2 separate regions of the Loxodonta africana genome follow, and region 2 is linked to region 1. The links are chromatin contacts, called in public Hi-C maps. All regions are on one chromosome and are shown on one strand. The core of a region is the stretch at or near the end of the contact, and the rest is flanking DNA. Distances in the headings are between cores, read along the strand shown. Region 1 holds the start of PDS5A (PDS5 cohesin associated factor A). Region 2 holds the start of UBE2K (ubiquitin conjugating enzyme E2 K).

Evidence for each region. Hi-C and Micro-C count contacts between places; a contact is called where the count stands out from the background.
Region 2: a Hi-C map of blood shows a contact between it and region 1, with 7 times the contacts expected there. The contact joins the promoter of UBE2K here to the promoter of PDS5A in region 1. A contact is called at or near these places in 2 of 3 Hi-C or Micro-C datasets (blood and fibroblasts).

What each region holds. Positions count from the first base shown.
Region 1 is chr5:118,002,606-118,007,476 of mLoxAfr1.hap2, forward strand. PDS5A (PDS5 cohesin associated factor A) reads left to right here and starts at 3,025. Exons shown (of 32, transcript XM_064285931.1): 1 at 3,025-3,159; 2 at 4,013-4,190. The coding sequence starts at 4,053.
Region 2 is chr5:118,258,486-118,263,356 of mLoxAfr1.hap2, forward strand. It overlaps UBE2K (ubiquitin conjugating enzyme E2 K), which reads right to left and starts at 2,117. Exons shown (of 5, transcript XM_023549804.2): 1 at 1,863-2,117. The coding sequence starts at 1,925.

The DNA.
Region 1 (4,871 bases), core at 1,775-4,274:
ATGCTTTGTAGATTCATCATTGTTCTTTATCTTTGCATAATACTTCATTGTGTGTATGTATCATAGTTTGTTTATCCATTCATCTGTTGATGGGCATGTAAGTTGTTTCATCTTTTTGCTGTGGTGAACAATCCTGCAATGAACATGGCTGTGCATATGTCTATTCGTGTCACGGCTCTTATTTCTCTAGGATATATTCCTAGGAGTGGGATTGCTGGATCATATGGTATTTCTGTTTCTAACTTTCTAAGGAAGCACCAAATCATTTTCTAAAATGATTTTATCATTTTGAATTCTGATCAGCAGTGCATAAAGTTCTGATCTCCCCGCAGCCTCTCCAACATTTGTTATTTTGTCTTTTTTTTTTTTTAATTATTTGCGCCAGTAATGCTGGGGTGAGATGGTATCTCATTGTGGTTTTGATTTGCATTTCTCTAATGGCTAGTGATCAGGTGCATTTCCTCCTTTGTCTGTTTGCCACTTGAATGCCTTCTTTGGTGAAGTGTCAGTTCATTTCCCTTGCACATTTTTTAATTGGATTGTCTTTTCGTTACAGAGTTGCTGGGTTTTCCTGTAGATTTTAGAGATTAGACCTTTGTCTGATTTGTATGTATTAGGCAAAAATTTTTTCCCCACTCTTTAGGTTCTTTTGATGAGCATAACTGCTTAATTTTTAGAAGATCTTGGTTATCTAGTTTATCTTCTGGAATTCATGTGTTTTTGGTTATGGTTTGTATCCTGTTAATGCCATTTTTTAGGGTCTGTAGCATTGATCCTATTTTTTCTTCTATGAACTTTATCATTTTTGGCTTTATATTTAGGTCTTCGATCCATTTTGAATCAGTTTTTGTATATGGTGTGACCTATGGGTCCTATTTCATTTTTTTTGGCCGATGGATACTCAGTTTTGCCAGCACCATGTGTTAAAAAGACTGTCTTTTCCCCATTAGATGGACTTTAGGCCCTTGTCAAAGATCAGGTGACCGTAGGTGGATGGATTTACATCTGGGTTCTCAATTCTGTTCCATTGGTTAATGTATCTCTCTCACTGAACCAGTACTAGGCTGCTTTGACTACTGTAGCTGTATAGTACGTTCTGAGGTCTTAGTGCAAGTCCTCCTACTTTATTTTTCTTCTTCAATAGTGCTTTACTTATCTGTGGTTTCTTCCCTTTCCATGTAAAGTTAATGATTAGTTTTTCCATCTCTTTAAAGAATGGTGTTGGTATTTGGATTGGGATTGCACTGTATTTGTAAGCTTTGGGCAGAATTGTCATTTTCACAATGTTGAGTCTATGAAGTTCTTATTTAAAAAGCAATAAGTTGTATAAAGTTAAATTTTATGGGCATATACTAAACTGTAACTAAAAATAAGTTACTGAGGTAAGGATGAAAAAGCAAAATGGCACTCTAGTTATTTAAATGTAAAGGATAAGGACACACCACAAGGAGAGATGGTAAAAACAGAGTAACTTTTGATGGACTCAATATGCAGTTCCACTTAAGAACACAATCTCAAATGGGTTCTACCTGCTACTCTAACTGCCCAAAAACAAACACTGACTGCACACAGAGCTCTACCAAATCTGCAACTGTGGAGTGTTAGATTCCAAGATGATTGTTGCCTTGTGTAATTAATACCTGAAAAACAATTCAGTGGGTACAATACTATTAGTATTTTCAAGATCAAAGATGTGGGAAAAGATAGACAAATGGATAATCATCCAAAATAACTCAATACCATTTAAAGCTATGGTTGTGGTCAGTTTCAAGAGCTGAATGCTATTTCCTGTCATTGTATTCTTTTCCAACTTTGTCTTCTGAAATTATGTGCATGCTACTGAGGCTCATCTGCTTAAATTCTTTACGCTAAATTGCTCAAACACTGGGTTTTCCTCTGGATGAAAAAAAAGGTTAATACTCCATGTTTTTTAAAGATTATATATATATATATATAATTCTCAGGATTCACTCTCATTTGAGTGTTTATAAAGTTTTTTTATATTAACGAAGTAATAAATTGTATATTAACAAGAACCACTCAGCTAATTTGTCAAAATGCTTATTCGTGTCTTCCACTCTCAGAGGGTTTGATCCCCGTAAAGTTGTTATGAGGCCCAGGAAGCTACTACTCCTCAAATGATTTTGAGGCCGGTGGCCCAAAGACAATATTGTGAGAACTACTAGATTCGACGCTATTTTCATATTTTGAAGCTTTCAAAATATCAATTTTAAAAATCTAAAGGGGAGGGAGTGGCGAAGTCAGCTGTCAAAGGCACAGGAATGAAGAGCCCATGTTATGCCATGTTGCAAAACTTTCTCTCAGTTTGCTGATCTTCTGTCCCTGGAGAGGAAATTAGTTCATTTTCCCCGAGTAATTCGCCGTCTTTCTACCAGTTCCGTCCACGTCCCTCAGGAAGACCCCAGAAAGTCATGAACTCATCTCCGCGACAAAAGGTAAAGCTCTGCTCTCCTACGCGCCCCCATCAGGACCGCCGGGACTGGGGTTCGCTTCGCGCCACCCGGTTCCTCCTCCGCCTTCCTCTTCCGCTCGCCCTCTCGGGTGCAGTCCTCCCGGAGGCTCTCGGAGCGGCAGGTCTTGGCGCCAACCGGCTGGCGGCGCTGTCCGCCCCGCGTGCCGCCGCCTCGGGCCCGAGGGAGGCGGAGGCAGGGCCGGCGGAGGAAGGGGAGGGAGCACGGCGCACGGCTGCTCTCGCGTGCTCTCGTGCCGCTCGCGTGACCGCTCGGTGTGTGTGAGGCGCCGGCTCTCGGGGCTCGCTCGGCCGGGCGCGCGCCGCTGCGAGGAGTGTCCGGGTCCGAGTCGCCGGCCCCGGCCGGCGCGAGGGGCGGGCAGGCCGGCAGTGGGGGTCCGGGGCTGACACACGCGCACACGCTCCCGGAGGAACCTCCCCTGTAGCTGCTCTTCCTCGCCCAGACGGAGAGCGGCAGTGTCTCCCCGCCCAGAGCACGCTCGGCCCGCGTCTCCCCCCGCGGCGGCTGCTCCTCCTCGGCACCGCCAGCCCCAGTGCCGCTCCGGGGCGGGCGGCGGCGGCGGCGGGACCGCGGAGCCGCTTTGTGTGCAGCCTGGCGAGGGGCGGCGGCGCAACCACCTGACAGAGGCCCGGGTTCTCGATGCACCTTCCGCCCGCATGAGGAGAAGGTAAAGGCAGCGGTGGCTCGGCTCCCGCCCTCGGCGAGTGGAGGGAGGAGACGGAAGGGGGACGGCGGGGGGGCGGCGGGTCCGAGGCCCGGCAGGGCTGCCCCGAGGTGCCGGTAAGGCCTCGGCGGCGCCGGGGGACCCGGAGTGGCTGAGGGCGAGGGCAGCCGCCGGGGCTCCTCGGTCGAAGTTGAAGGAACAAAATGTGAAGTGCGGAGCCGCGTCAGCCGCTTCCTGGCGTGGGGTTGGGGGTGGCGGGCGGCATGTTTTCCCCTCCCGCGGGGGTGGGGGAGCGGGACAGGGGAGGGCCGGGAGCGCGGCGGGGACGGCCGGGGGTCCCGACGCTCGGCCCGGCGAGGGCGTTTTGTTCCCGGGAGCCGCCGCTGCGAGCGGGGCCGGTTGAGTCCCTAGTTTTGCGGCCTAAGCCGAGCCCTATAGGCCTCGCGTCGCTCTCCCCGGAGGGACCGGCCGGGCGGGGACTCGGCGCTTCTCTCTGATCGAGCGGGGGCCTCACGGTCCCCGCCGGCCTCCCGAGGCCGCCAAAGTTCGGACTTTGGTGATTGGAGGGAGGATTTCATTGTGAAAGGAGCAGTGGGAAACTCCTGGCGCTGCCCGGCGCCTCCCGCGGCCGCGGCGACTGGTGTCGGGAGAGCCCCGTGGGCCCGGGGCCGGCGCGGGTGGGGGCGGCGGGGCGGCCGGGGGGAGACCAGCCCCAGGGAGGGGTGGCTGGCGGGGCAACCGCCTAGCCCCAGCCTCCCGGGAGGAAGGGCTCTTTCTTGATTAGAGATTTTTGAAATGAAAAAAGAGGTTACAAAGTCGCCCCTTTCCCGCTGAACTTTTGTTTTCTGACCGATAGAGGCCGGTAGAGGACTGTGAAAGAAAAGTTGTCCCCCAGGATGGACTTCACTACGCAGCCCAAGCCTGCCACTGCCCTCTGTGGCGTCGTGAGTGCCGATGGGAAGATCGCCTACCCTCCAGGGGTGAAGGAGATCACGGACAAGATCACCACCGACGAAATGATCAAACGACTGAAGGTAAGAGTCTACTGTGTCTTTGACAGGAAGTGCTTTTCTCGTGTGGTATTACTACACTGCTAGGCTCGGCTTTTTAGGAGTCCCTGGGTGGCACAGACAGTTAAGTGTTGGACTGTTTGCCAAAAGGTTGGCAGAGGCGCCTTGGAAGACGGGCCTGGCGATCTGCTTCCAAAAGGTCCCAGCTTTGAAAACCCTGTGGAGCAGTTCTACTCTACACACATGAGGTCACCATCAATGGATGTCCCGGCTTTTAGAGCTTCACCTACCAAGTTTTTTAGATACCTTCTTCCTCAACCTCTGTGAAAGTCTGTTTTCTGTCTTGGATACATCTTTGAATAAGTTCGGAAGGGATGTAACCATAGTGGGAAATTTAAAGGAGAATGTTTTTTTTAATCTTATAGTTTCTGAAGCGTAAGAATGCATGTTTAAAGTTGTTTTTTTACTTGAAATGTTTTGTTTAATGGGAATGCTGTTCAGTTGTTTGCAACGTTAAGTGTATATGGTATTGTTTGCCTAGGAAGGTGTGTATTGTCATCAGCTTCTGAAGAGGACTGATTAAAGTGTAAAAAACATAAAAAAAAAATTATAACTATTTGCTAGTATCCAGAAACTTAAGTATGTGTATAGTATAATTAAACTTTGACAGAACATACTGACTTTTTAAAGTTCAGGCTTGAAATA
Region 2 (4,871 bases), core at 867-3,366, 250 kb after region 1:
TCAAATTTGTACAATCTTATAAAAAAGTACATTTTAGGCTGCTGGCAACAATATTAGCTGCAATTTTTCATTAATGTATGTCAACTATTCTGGAATACACTTTATAAAATAAAAAGTCAGAATCATCATTGTTTCACTGTGTATCAGTAGACATTTATGACTCTATTTCCAAACTGTACCATAAAAATACAAAGTCATCCTTCCATTCAGAGTTTTGGCACTTGAACAAATATAGGGGTTAGAGTTCACACACATGCTCTTTAAGACAGATCATTACTTATGTACTAAAAAAATATATACTACCTACGTTCATTAAATCTGCTGGCATTTGTCATTTTTGAATAATTTTAAATAATTTTCTCCATGTGTACCTGGAAAAATACATGACTATCACAGACCCAGTAAACACAAAGAAATCCCAGGTGATATCAGACTTAAGTCAATTACTCATCACATACTTAGAATGCTGAATTTCACAAATCGTTGTTGACATTATCAAAGTACGAACATAAGACAATGAGAGAAAAAAAAACAAACAGCAACAATATACTCAACAATGGGATGTGACATCAAGAAAAAAATCATTTTCAGTATTACTTTTTGATCTTCCTCTGTTAAATCCACGTGGGGAAAATAACTTGCTATTCTTGTTAATTTGGTATGAAAAATTGATACTGGCATAGTTTTGAGTCAAATTACTATAATGTTTTCAATCTCTTATATAAATAATTGTGTGCAGCATGAAAGTATCTAAAACTCCATAGGTCTCAAGCACAGCTTGAGATAAATTATTTTTTAATCACTTTAGATACATGTCAGGATAAACCTTCTATTCACCTTAATAAAGAGATACAACAACATATTAATCTGATGAAATCTCATGGGTTTTCTTGTTTTGTTCCTGTTTTTGAAATCTCATGTTTTTAATAGGGCTATTTTTCAAAAGTAAGATTCAGGTTAACTATGAGGGACATCATAATGAAGTTTCATGGTACAACACAACAGAGTCAACAGACAGCATTGTCTTAGAAGAGACTGACCTGTAACTTGTAAACAATATTTTGAAATAAGCTGTTCATACCCCCTACTATTTGTTCCTGGCTAAAAATATTTAAATACCTTTAATACACCAAACAACTGGCATTTACCCAGTCAGAAACCTTTAGATGCCAATAAATAAAGGGTCCAGAAATTGGGGGTCTAAGTGAGGTGATATAATTTGGAGTTAATTTCCTATCTCAGGTGAAATTCCCTTATATTCCCTACTTAAATAATGTCATTGTATCTCCCCTTCTCTTCGAACACCCAACTAAGAGGGAGTAACTCTGAATGCCTGTCTTTCTCCTTTCATCAATACCTAGGAGCTCTCATCGCTCCTTCCCTAAGGAAAGGGCGCTGAAGGCCTGACAGGCGATAACCCAGAATACCCTTAAAAGTGTGGGCCTACGAGCAGCACAGCTCCCTCGGATCCAGTTACCACCTTTTCCCTTCCCCCATGCCACTTCCCGGGTTTTCTCAGGCTCGGCCTGCACCCTCCCCACCCGCAGCCACACTTCCAGCTGCTGCTACCGCCTCGGGGGTCTCTCCACGGCTCACACCCCTCTGAGAAGCGCACCTCTTCTCTAACCTGCTCCCCAAAACGTGTTCGTCCCCAGACCTCCCGCAGGGAAGACCGTCCATCCTTGGGCCCTGAGAGGGGAGAGGAAGGCGGCGGAAGGAGGGGAAAGCTACTGCTTCCCCACAGGCAGTAGGGCGGCCGCGGGGCGGGCCACCCAGGGGTTACAGGGGATATCGGGGTGGCCGCTGGAAGGGCCCTCCCACCCTGGGCTGAGGTGGGGGATGGCCGGGAGTTCATTTCTGACCTCCTCGCTCTTCAGCACTTCCTTGAACTCCCGCTTGATTCGCTGCACCGCGATGTTGGCCATGTCTCCGCCCGCAGCTGATTCGTACCCGCCTCCTCCGCCACCGCTACGACCAACGCCACCGCCGCCACCTCTTCCTCCACTGCCTCCTCCTCCGGCGATTCAGACCCGAGCACAGGAACGCTGCCACTGCCACCTCAGCCGCCGCGCTCTCCTCAGTGTGGAATCACCTCCGCGCCCGGCCACCAAAATGGCGCCGGGTCCGCGCATGCGCACGATGCTGACCCGGCCGGGCGGCGCAGCCGCTCCCGGTGTAGCCTCAGCCGCGGCGCCGCGCGTCTCTCCGCTGGAGCTGCGGTCGCCTGACTCCGCCCCGTCGGTGTCTGGGCCGGGCGGGTGCGGTTTCCGCGCTGCCTGACGCACACTCGGCTTTTCCGAGTCCCTGCGACTCCGCCGCGCTGCGAATCAGAATGGTGTGGTCGTGGCTTTCAGTTCCTGGCCTCTGGCCGAAGGCTCGAACCCAACCCGGCAGGACCCACGCGGTTCTCTCTACTCGACCTGGACCCACGCCCTTACTCAGCCTGACCCAGACTAGAGCCCCAACCCACAGGCTTACTGTGCCCGACTATGTCTAGTGTACGAAAACACTATCCTAGAATTCAGTCCGGCCCATTTTCAGTTGGTAAGGCCCCAGAAAATGCACTGCGGTCCGTTGTTGTTCTGAAAACAGGGACACCATAAAGTGCCTCTAATATTCCCATCGGAACTAGAAATCATTGCTTTAAGTATCGTCCTTGCTGGTTCCATTAGGTGTATTTGAGACGGATACTCCATGGAGAGGCCTGAGGTAAGCTTAGACGTCAGATGTCGATTTTTTTTTTTTTTTTACTTATTTTACTTTTTGTTGTTGTTGAGAATATACACAGCAGAAAATACATCAACAGATACTGATCTTTGATCTATTTAGATAATTAATACCGAGCTGTGGAACTGAAAAGATGGTTTTCAAATTTAAGCATGCGTCAAAATCCCTTGGAGCTTGGAGAGATCGTTAAAACACAGATCGCTGGCCCTCGTCCCTGGAGTACAGGGCGAGCCTGATAATTTGCATTTTTAAAAAACTCCCAGATGATGTTGATGCTGCTGGTTCAGGGACCAAACTGAGAATCACTGAACTAAGGCATGCCAAAAATAAAGTGGAAATTGGAGAAATAAAAGCTCCTGAAGGGATGGAAAGGAGGGCTTTTACTTCTATAAGCCTAAAGCCTGCAACTGATCTGGCATTAATTGGCACTCAATAAATATTGACTGAATGAATGAATAAAGATAACAGTAAAATGTTTTTAGTGGAAAGGAAGTTCGAAAGGCAATTTAAAAGGGGTTGCTAGGGATTATAGTTAATAATATACTTTTGATGCTGAGAGGTATTTTGAATATGACGTTTTGGAATAAGTGATAAAAGGTGTTATTTAAAAGTTTATATTTCATGCACTTCCTTCACCTAACCAATTAGTAAAGTACCCTGTTATGAAAATATTGCAAAAGTTATTAAAAATGTGGGAGCAGAAAAAGAAATCACGACTAGAGGTGAATCATTTAGTTAAGGTGTTAAGGGAATTTCTTGAATTCCTGCCCCAGGAACCAAGAGGAGGTTGTTTTATTCCAGCTCTCCTCATGCCTGGCTGTAAGATCATGGTCAACCTCGTTTTCCTCATCTGCAAAACATGGAAGGTGGATTAAGATGATCTCTTTCAAGTAAAATAAGTGTTCAAAACATCATCTCAGGACATCATTTTCCTAGGTGGACTGGCATAAATTACAAAACTCTTCCAGCAGAGCCCCCTAGTGGTCTTGAAAGAAACCAAATGTATAAGTGGGTCACAGTACAATAATAACGTAAATCATGCAGTGCTATGTGTGTTTGTGCCAGAACTAAAAAATATCACTTTGAAGTGTGCAAAAATTTTGAATACTTTACTTTTATAGCCCTCATTCGGTTGCCAATCCTAATGTTGGAACTTCAAAGAAACTTGGTATATTCAAATCACAGAGAAACCAGTTAGAAGGGTATAGTAATTTCCTTGGGGGAAGGGAACTTAGTAATTTTTAAATGCACATAATCATTGACTCTGCAGTTCCACTTCTAGGGATTCATTTTACAGTCCTTCCAGAGAATGAGGCAGCTACATATTAACTAATATGAGACAATATTCAAGATACATTTTAAGTGAAAAAAGCACCGTGCCAAATGTAATGAGATATCCTGGATTGGATCCTAGAACCAAAAAAAATTAATGGAAAAACTGGTGAAAGCTGAATAAAGTCTATAATTTAGTTAATAGTATTGTTCCAATGTTGATTTCTTAGTTTTGACATGGTACCATTGTTGTGTACCATGTTAACATTAGAGGAAGCTGGGTAAAATGTATACAGGAATCTCTGTACACTCTTTAAAACTTTTCAGTAAATCTAAAATTATTACTAAAGAAAAAATTTATGTTTAAAAGAGGCACCGGGAAGTCCATATTGTGTATAGTACGCCATCTTATGTGTGAGAGGGGAAAGGAATAACTTGTGTATTTGATGTTCGTGAATCCATACAGTATTGATGGAAAGATACGTAAAAAACTGACAACAGTGGTTATCTCCGAGAAAGGAATTTAAGCACCTTGGAGGAGACAAGGTAGGAGACTTTTCACCATGTGCACTGTTGTATATTTTACCTATTCAATGAAGTAACTTTTTAAAAAAGTGTTTCCAGTAATACAGATCATAAGCTTTTTACTACTACCTAGGTCTGATTGATTACTTCATTTACTAATTAATTAATTAAACAAAAATTTAGTGAGTGTCTCCTATGTGCCAGGTGTGATCTAGACCCTGGAGAAATATCTGTGAACAAGAAAAAAAGAAAAACCCTGCCTTTGTGAAATTTACATTCTAGTGGGGGTGGGGGAAATAAAATTAATCTCAAAGTCTGCAGACCCCTGAGGGTCCCTGAGATGTTTT